2 separate regions of the Danio rerio genome follow, and region 2 is linked to region 1. Evidence: chromatin contacts called from public Hi-C data. All regions are on one chromosome and are shown on one strand. The core of a region is the stretch at or near the end of the contact, and the rest is flanking DNA. Distances in the headings are between cores, read along the strand shown.

Region 1 (4,852 bases), core at 1,096-3,595:
TTTAATTGAGACTTGCTCTGAATGGATCATTTGAATCAGTGAAAAGTTTACTAGAGAGTCACCCTGAATGGATCATTTTTATCAGTGAATAATTTACTGGAACTTTACTCTAAATAAATCATTTGAATGAGTGAATAGTTTATTGGAGAATCACCCTGAATTGATCAATTGAATCAGTGAACTGTTTATTGGAGACTCACTTTAACTAGATCATTTTAATGAGTGAATCATATTGGAGACTCAGTTTAAATGGATCCTTCGAAAGAGTAAATAGTTTACTGGAGACTCACCCTGAATGGATCATTTGAATCAGTGAATCGTTTATTGGAGACTCAGTCTGAATGGATCATTTGAATCAGTGACTCATTTACTGGAGAATGACTTTGAATGGATCATTAGAATTAGCAAATAGTTTACTGAAGAATCACCCTAAATGGATCATTTGAATTAGTAAATTGTTTATTGGAGAATCGCTTTGAATGGATCATTTGAATTAGCAAATAGTTTACTGGAGAATCACCCTGAATGGACCATTTGAATCAGTTAATTGTTTATTGGAAATTCACTTTGAATGGATCATTTGAATCAGTGAATAGTTTACAGGAGAATCACCCTGAATGGATCATTTGAGTCAGTGAATTGTTTTTTGGAGACTCGCTCTGAATGGATCCTTTGAATCAGTAAGTCATTTACTGGAGACTCACTTTGAATATATAATTTGAGTCAGTGAATAGTTGACACCCTGAATGGATGATTGAAATCAGTGAATCATTTATTTGTGACTTGTTTTGAATGGATCATTTGAATCAGTAAATAGTTTACTAGAGACTCACTTTGAATGTATAATTTAAATCAAAGAATAATTTATTGGTGAATCCCTCTGTATGGATTATTTGAATCATTGATTCATTTATTGGAGACTTTCTTTGAATGGATCATTCGAATTAGTGAATAGTTTCCTGGAGAATCACTCTGAATTGATCATTTGAATCAGTTAATTGTTTATTGGAGACTCACTCTGAATGGATCATTTGAATGAGTGCATCATTTACTGGAGATTTACTATGAACAGATCATTTGAATCAGTACATAATTTACAGGAGGCTTACTCCGAACAAATCTTTTGAATCAGTGAGTTGTTGAATCATTATCAGACGTCAGTCCAAATATAAAATTAATTGTTAAGTGTAATTTATGAACTGATTTAACCAGTTAACAGATAAATGTCAGCTTGATCACAAGTTTAATACTGATACCTCATCTCTGAGCAGGTGTCAATTTCTCCCCTTCAAATTAATGCTTTACTCTGTTATATTCAGTAAATGTAATGAAGTAAAAAGTACAGTATTTTGTTTTGAAATGTAGAAATTTTAGAAAGTTTCCTTAAATAATAATTCAGATACTTAAAACACTAAAGTTTAGTAGTGAGGTAAAAATATTGATTTACTCTCCGCTACTGCTGTTCAATAGATAAAAGACATATTCAAAACATACGTGGTACACAGTTATTTTAACCGCAGCTATTCTGCTTGCAGCCTAGAGTGAGACCTTATAAAAAGTCCCATGCATGCCTGCGTAGTGTCGATGACACGCTGCATTTTATGACCTCTGCACTCCAATTGCTGCCATTAAGGCCCAAGACAAAAGGTCCTCTCAGAAACGTACATATTTTCCCACATGCAAAATTGGAAATTGGAAACTTCCTCTCACAAGCTGCAAGGCTTTGTGCTGGGCAGTCATGAAAGGCCTGTCTGGTGAAGAGGTGGAGTGGGGGAGAAGCAGAGGTTCGGGAGGAGGGGAGGTCATGTGTGTGTGCTTGGCCTAAGGACTGAAAGCAGAGATCCCTGTCTTTTTGGAAGAACAGGAATGTCTTTTGAAGTGGACATAAACACCTAGCATCTTTCAGCAGGAGAAACCAGCTGATGAGGTGATATAGATGAAGGAAACTCATTTGGACCATATCAACTTGACCACATCTTAGCTAATTGCTCACAGAAATGGCATACTACGATGCCGACAAGCGTGGTAAAAGGTCATAGCAATGTTTCATATCACCTACATCCACAGCAATCAACCAGACTGAACTGAATCTGCAATGATTAAACACAATTTCCAACCTAACAATCTTGGATTCTAAATCTCACTCAATTGAATCATCTTGACTATGGTAACATTTATCCTGGATCAATGGCTCAACTGACATGGACTTTATTTTATGTCACGGTGTAGACATCAACCTAACCATTGCTGTCAGTACAAATCCTCAGCAGGAATTACACCATTGCAAACTGGATTTGCCATCAATGAAATCCAGATTTGGAGAGGAATGCATGGTATGGCCGGAGGGGAGGAGTTACAAAAAGATGGTCAGTAGGCAATGAGGGGGGCAGTGGGGGTGGCCGGCTCTCCCATACTCATTATCAATCTGTAAATATTTACTCTTCCACATCATTACTTTCCAATCATCACATACTTGATCATGTATGAATCAGAACGCAGTGGAGGAAATGAAAAATAAACTGATGTCAGCGCTCTGTGACCGTTCATTATTCTTTAGAACCAACATGCTGAGGTATGTGGAACTTGATAAAAGCACATGAATGGTAGCCAAAGTCATACCAGCTTCACATTATGTAATTGTATGTTAATGATTGCTTCAAAGAGTGATCTATACATTTCCATCCAATCGTCAACTTTTAAAGCAATGGTAAAGACAATTACTAACCTAGAGCTTTGTAAATAGTTTGAGGTAATCAATATTTGGTCACACTTTATTTCAAAGTGCAGTTCTTACTATTAAAAAACAAATAATTGTGACAATTAGCTCAATAAACTCCTAATCTGCTACTTATCAATTGTTATTAAGATATGTTAGGCATGTAGAATAAGATCATGCAGAATATGTTCTTGATGGGAAGTTTATTTATACACTAATTTCGAAAAGATCACATGCTTATGATTGCTTGTGGAATGCTATGATTGCTTGAGTTTCTGTGCGGAGTTCACACGTTCTCCCCGTGCTCACGTGGGTTTCCCTTGGGTTCCCCGGTTTCCTCCCACCTTCCAAAAACATGCAACTTAAGTTAAGTGACTAATCCAAATTGGCACCATAGACATGCTCCTATTAAATAGTTATCTCTTAGGAACAATCACTATGTGTTTATTAACTACTACAGCAGGAGAGTTTTAGAGAAATACCTGAGCTCAAACTCTCACCTTGCAAAATGGAGGGAGCCCCAGGCTCGAGAATCTTATGAGCTCAGGGCTCTCCCTCGGGACAGCATGCCAAACAAGCTTTATAATCAATCATCAGCTAAGTGTGAACCTAACAGCCAATAGGAGCACCAGTAGAGCTCATGTGATCCTCTTTCAGCTCGTTTAGAGGCCGGTTGTATTCTCCGGACTGTACACCTACAAAGACCTGCGATTGCAGAAGGTCGCCACCCAAAGCGACAGGCAGCTACAAAGTTGCTGCTAGTGTGAATGAGGCATTAAAGGGGTAGCACTTCGGATACTCCAATCAGCGCCGCAACACGGCGCCCACATGAGAGTTGGAAGTAACGCACACTGGACGCGCATGTCCCCATGTTATTGAAAATGAAACGATCGGCGCTCTGTGAGGGGCAATGTGGTGGCGCAATAGGTAGTCCTGTCGCCTCCCAGCAAGAAGGTAACTGGTTCAAGCCTAGGCTGGGTCAGTTGGCGTTTCTGTGTGAGTTCCCATGTTCTCCCCGCGTTCGTGTGGGTTTTCTCCGGGTGCTCCGGTTTCCCCCACAAGTCGTCCAAAGACATGTGGTACAGGTGAATTGGGTAAGCTAAATTGCCTATAGTGTATGAGTGTGAATGAGTGTGTATGGATGTTTCCCAGGGTTTGGTTGCAGCTGGAGGGCATCCGCTGTGTAAAACATGTGCTGGATAAGTTGGCGGTTCATTCCGCTGTGGCAATCCTGGAATAATAAAGGGACTAAGCAGAAAAGAAAATGAATGAATGAATGAATGGGGCTCTGTGGCCCGGCAAAAATATTCTGTCCTGAGTCGTAGCTGGGCACTGAGGACAGCCATCGACTTGCAGCACTGGTGTGCGCACCTAGTGGTTGGAGGGGGGGGGGGTGTTGCAGATAAAAGTAAGGACTGTAAAGTAAGGATAAAAGCTGGCCCTGCTTATACACTGCGGCCATCCATTCACACACACATTCATACACTATGTCCAGTATAGTTAATCTAATTCATCTATAGTGCATGCCTTTGGACTGTGGAGTAACACGAGGAATGAGGAAACCCACGTCAACAAACTCCAAGAAACACCAACTGGCCCAGCCAGGAATCGAACCAACAACCCTCTTGCTATGAGGTGACAATGCTAACCACTAAGCCACCGTGTCACCTACCACTAGAAAATATTAGTGAGAGTTGTTTCTATACTACAGTGTTACCCAATATTACAAAAAGCTTCTTGTAATCACCCAATGCCTTGACCAAAAGTTGTCAAAGATGTCATACAATATAGAATAAGATGAAAGGGTATGAAAACCTAGTTGTCTTTGTAAGGTTGACAAGTAAGACATTCTCATGGATCAACATCTTTTGTTGCTACTGGAACCACATTCCTTTGCCAGGCCTATCCCGCATGTAACATCCATTTACTCTGCTACATGCAATAACACTTTAGATAGGCTTGTGTAAAACAAAAGTTGCTTCCCAGACCCCTGCAGTGACCAGAGCATGGCAAAAGAAAAAAGTGACAAGACATGGTTGCTCGAGTCTTAGTGAAGGCCTCTTCTCTTTCAACATCTTAACATGGAAGGACTTTGGAAAAAGGGACTCTATACGGGTCTGAGGCATTCCTGCAGCT
Region 2 (4,522 bases), core at 52-2,551, 130 kb before region 1:
ATCATTCGTCATTCATTCATTGATTCATTAATTGATTGATACATTTATGTTCTCACTGAATGTCTGATCATTCATCATTTATTCATTCATGTGCTCACTGAATGTCTGAAGTTCCGTTCATTTAGTCAATCAGTCAGTAAATTATTTACTGCTCATTGTGCTCATTGAATGTCTAATCACTCACTCATTCATTAATCCGCTCACTGAATGTCTGATAATTCATTTATTTAATCATTAATTCATTCAAACATTTACCCACCCATTGGGTAATTTCAATAATTTTTTTAAAATATTTATCTCATGGCAGGATTGTCCATTTTTTTGCTCACAAATTTGTGATTGATTAAATGAATGACCAGACATTTAGTGAGAAAGTTATTGAGTAAATGAAAAATATTAATAAAAATTCATTCACTGAAATGATTGGTCATTATAGATCAGTTATTACCCTGGTTATTGATTGAATTAAATTATAATTTAATAATTGCCTTTGCCATCCAATAAATTTAATTTATTTAAGCAATCATTGATTTGGTTCATCTCAATTGTTTGGTTATTTTTTCAGTCATTCATGAATTAAACAATATTAATTATCTATTCATTCATTCATTCATTCATTCATTCATTCATTCATTCATTCATTCATTCATTCATTCATTCATTCATTCATTCATTCATTCATATATTCATTTATTCAGTAAATCTGGATTATTTATGCTTTCCAGTAATTTATGTCATCTATTAATTAAAATTAATTAATTAATTAATTAATTAATTAATTAATTAATTAATTAATTAATTAATTAATTAATTAATTCATTTATTCATTTATTCATTTATTCATTCATTCATTCATTCATTCATTCAATTATTCATTATTTCTTCACCTTTTTAAAATGTTGTTTACTCATTAATTAATATGATGTTAATTTATTAATTGTATAGCTCACTCACTCACTCACTCACTCACTCACTCACTCACTCACTCACTCACTCACTCACTCACTCACTCATCCATTTACAAGAATGTAGTTTCTTTTATTCTCCCACTCTCTCTGCATGGCTGCTTACTCATTTATTTATTAACTAAACATTCACTCACTCATTGCTTTATCATTGATTTCCCCACATATGAACTCATCCAGCTCATTAATTTGAACAGTTCTTCATTTTTGCAGTTGCCCATGTGATCTGCAGCGAACAGGATAATAGCCTTGTGCCTGTACAGCAGGATCCTGATCCCTCCCTCTGCCCTTGGCTCATGTTTCCCTAAGAGGCTGGAATGCATGAATGGAGGCCTCTTCATATCAGCAGCTCGCTCCTTCATTCACAAATGTTTATGCCATCAGTCACCTGACCTACAATGTTCAAACAGGGGCGGATGCCGACATAGCGGAACTTAAACGTTCAATGCTATTATTGATGTTTACCTTTGGTTCATTTCCCACTGAGTGTACCTGATTAACAAAAAGAACAATGTAAACAGCTCATCATTTCCTCTTACATGCTTCCAATGAGGTCTAAAAGGGAAACTGAGGTGCAGTTCGGTTAAGATAGCGTAAAAAAAAATGTTTTAGGAAATAAATGTAAGAGAATCCTGTCATACTCTAATAATAGTACTGTGTGGAGCGAATTTTTTCGAAAGTGTGTCATTTTCAATATGAACAAAGGACGTTTTCTGTCTTCTAGGAGAAATGTTTAACTTTGGGGTGTGCTCATACGCAGCCATTTAATTGTGTGTGGCCAAAAAAGAAAATCCCTGTCATATTTACACACACATTAATGATGAAGGGGTCTCTCATCACCTTCTCTTGTATTCTTTCACAAGTTAAATGACACGCATGGCCGACCCAGCTACAAGTAAACGGAAGGACACACCAGCCTAAACAGAACCGGTGGCTTTGTCCATCTCAAAGATGCTGCTTTGATAAATGACTCGGGTTCTTGGTCATGCAAACAAGGGCCTGATCCCAGGTCAGCCCTGAGACCTTCGCCGTGATAGATTGCACCTGGTTTGAGGGGTAAGGTATTTTCTGTTCATTGGTGGCTGTTCATAATTGTACGCAGCTGCTTTTTTCCACTGTTGTGTGTCCAGAGGCCCACAGGGTGCTGGTCTGAGGTAAGCCATAACAATCATGGCAGACAAGTCAACCCCCCCCCCCCCCCCCCCCCCCCCCCATTTGGTCTCATACATCTTCTCAAGGTCATGCAGAGGTTTCAACTGTCCCATTGCTCAACGGAAAATCTCACCGCTTACAGCTGATTCTAAATCGGTGAATGTTTAAAAACTGAATTGTGCGACTGGCCATCCAGACATGCAAATTTCAGCTTTGAAACACTAGAGTTGAAGGGAAGAATGCTATAAATCTGACCACACTGACTAAATGAACCATACCATGTGTTCGTCATAAGCATACAACATGTAAAAAAAAAAACAGCCCTGCAAATTCCCTTCCACTTTCCTACACCAACAAGTGGTTGTTGAGGCTTGGGCTTAAACGGCACCCGCTATCTTTTCTTGAATTCGGGGACTGAAAGACAATGGCCTCCAAGTCTTGAGTCTGGGACCTGTCACTTTAAATCATCCGTGATGTAGATTTGATGTGACATCCTGGAAAGCATGATAATGAAGAAAGCTTCAGACACCGCTATCAATACTGTGATTCTCACAGTGTCCAGTCCACCTCGCACCAAACCAAGACCCCCCTCACCGAAGGACATAACATCAGGACATCATTAGTGCAATGTCATTGTGGACCGTGAACACCCTCTGCAAAAAAAAACGGGTGTGTGATAGTTTGTGCTTATCAGGGAATGGCAGAGCTTGTCTTCATGGTTCTCAGGATTGGGTTTTCTTGTAACATCGCATGACAGAAACTTCTTGGATGACAATAAGACAATGTGTTATGGCCATTTCTCACGTCATGATCTGAAAGTAGTTATTATTTTTGTTTGTTCCCCCTACATTATGAGGTTGAACTGTACCTTACATTGCCTAATGCTTCTAGAGTATACTGTGGAATGATTTCAGGGATGTTAACTTCAATGAACCAAGACTTTTTTATTGCCTTTTTATCCCAAGACCTTGAATTTTATAGTTTGATACTGAAAGTGAAATTGCATACTGTTTTCAGAAACAAATGATAAACTATGATACCTTTTTTTTTAACTCTTTAGGTCAATTCTACATAACTTTTCAGAATTTAATGGTGGCTTACAATTATTTCCCATATACTATAAAAACAAACAGTCAACTATATTAAACAAAATGAGTGTAGTTAACTCAAAATTTACTGAAAGTTAATTCTACTCATGTGAAAAGAGTTTTGAACTCAGTGTTAAAAGTAATGAGTTAATTAAATTCCTTATTACTTCAGCTTAAATGGAGTAAGTTCACAGTACTTATATAGATTAGTTTTTAACTCAAATGCAATCGGTTTTCTCAAAAGGTTTGAGTTGCCTTAACTTATTGGGTTTTACAGTACTCAGTTGGTTTGAGTTCTCTTCATTTATCGGGTTTTACTGTGTTCAAATGGCTCCGTTTACTCAAAAGGAGTAAGATCACAGTTCTCATTAGGATTTATTTTTGAACTAAAATGGTTTGTTGCAATCAGTTTCCTCAAATGGTTCTAGTTATCTTAAATTTTGTCATCATTTACTCAACCTTCCTTCACTTGTCACAAAACTATTTGAGTTTCTTTTTTTTCGGCACTGTAAAACCCAAAAAGTTAAGGTAACTCAAACCATTGAAGGAAACCAATTGCCACAAATTATTTAAGTTCAAAAACAAATGCTAATAACTTAATCCATTTGAGTAAGTGAAGCAATTTTAGCACAGTAAAACCCAATAAATGAAGAGAACTCAAACCAACTGAGTACTATAAAACCCAGTAAGTTAAACTGATTTCTACAAACCCTTTGAGGTAATAAACTAATCTATATGAGTACTGTGAACTTACTCCATTTAAGTAGAATGAGGTATTTAATTAACTCATCACCTTCAACACTAAGTTCAAACCTCTTTCTACATGAGTAGAATTAACTTTCAGTCAATTTTGATTTTAAAACAAAATCCTGAAACCCAGTAATCATTGATTTTAATAGGTTACAAGTTTCTAAATTTTCAAAATTATTTTTTTTTTAGTAAAAAAACCCCTCATTAAGGTATGAAACTATTTGAGGTTGAGTAACCTTTCATTTCTGGGGGACACATCCCTTTAACAGACATTTAGCTCAGTTGTCTTAAGTTAATAAAATTATATACTTAAACATTTCAGAGCCTAAAAGATTGCTTGTTGAAGTTGAGCACGGTTCATTGTGAAGTTCATTGTTCTTTCCCATGTGCCAGATGTCATGTAATGGCTGTAATTTTGCACAACGTCCTCTAGGTGGTGCTTGTAATCCAGTTGCTCCAGTGGGACCTTTGAGCTTATGGCTGTATCAGAAGTACTGGTAGACAGGACACACATTGCAGCCATACACTCTCTGAGTTCTTGAAGGGGTGAACATGGGTACATTAAGG

Evidence for each region. A called contact is a pair of places that touch in the nucleus more often than the background predicts.
Region 2: a Hi-C map of embryo shows a contact between it and region 1, with 2.3 times the contacts expected there. The contact joins two enhancer-like sites. A contact is called at or near these places in 1 of 18 Hi-C or Micro-C datasets (embryo) and 1 of 4 datasets of contacts at active chromatin or transcription factors (caudal fin).

What each region holds. Positions count from the first base shown.
Region 1 is chr7:69,745,759-69,750,610 of GRCz12tu, reverse strand. No RefSeq gene overlaps it. Among named protein-coding and RNA genes, the nearest start is that of ccnd1, 110 kb to the right of the region's middle. Within about 2 kb of position 2,345, at least 19 of the 62 cell types and tissues checked have an H3K27ac peak or open chromatin away from gene starts, as enhancers often do.
Region 2 is chr7:69,877,345-69,881,866 of GRCz12tu, reverse strand. No RefSeq gene overlaps it. Among named protein-coding and RNA genes, the nearest start is that of tpcn2, 150 kb to the left of the region's middle. Within about 2 kb of position 1,301, at least 21 of the 62 cell types and tissues checked have an H3K27ac peak or open chromatin away from gene starts, as enhancers often do.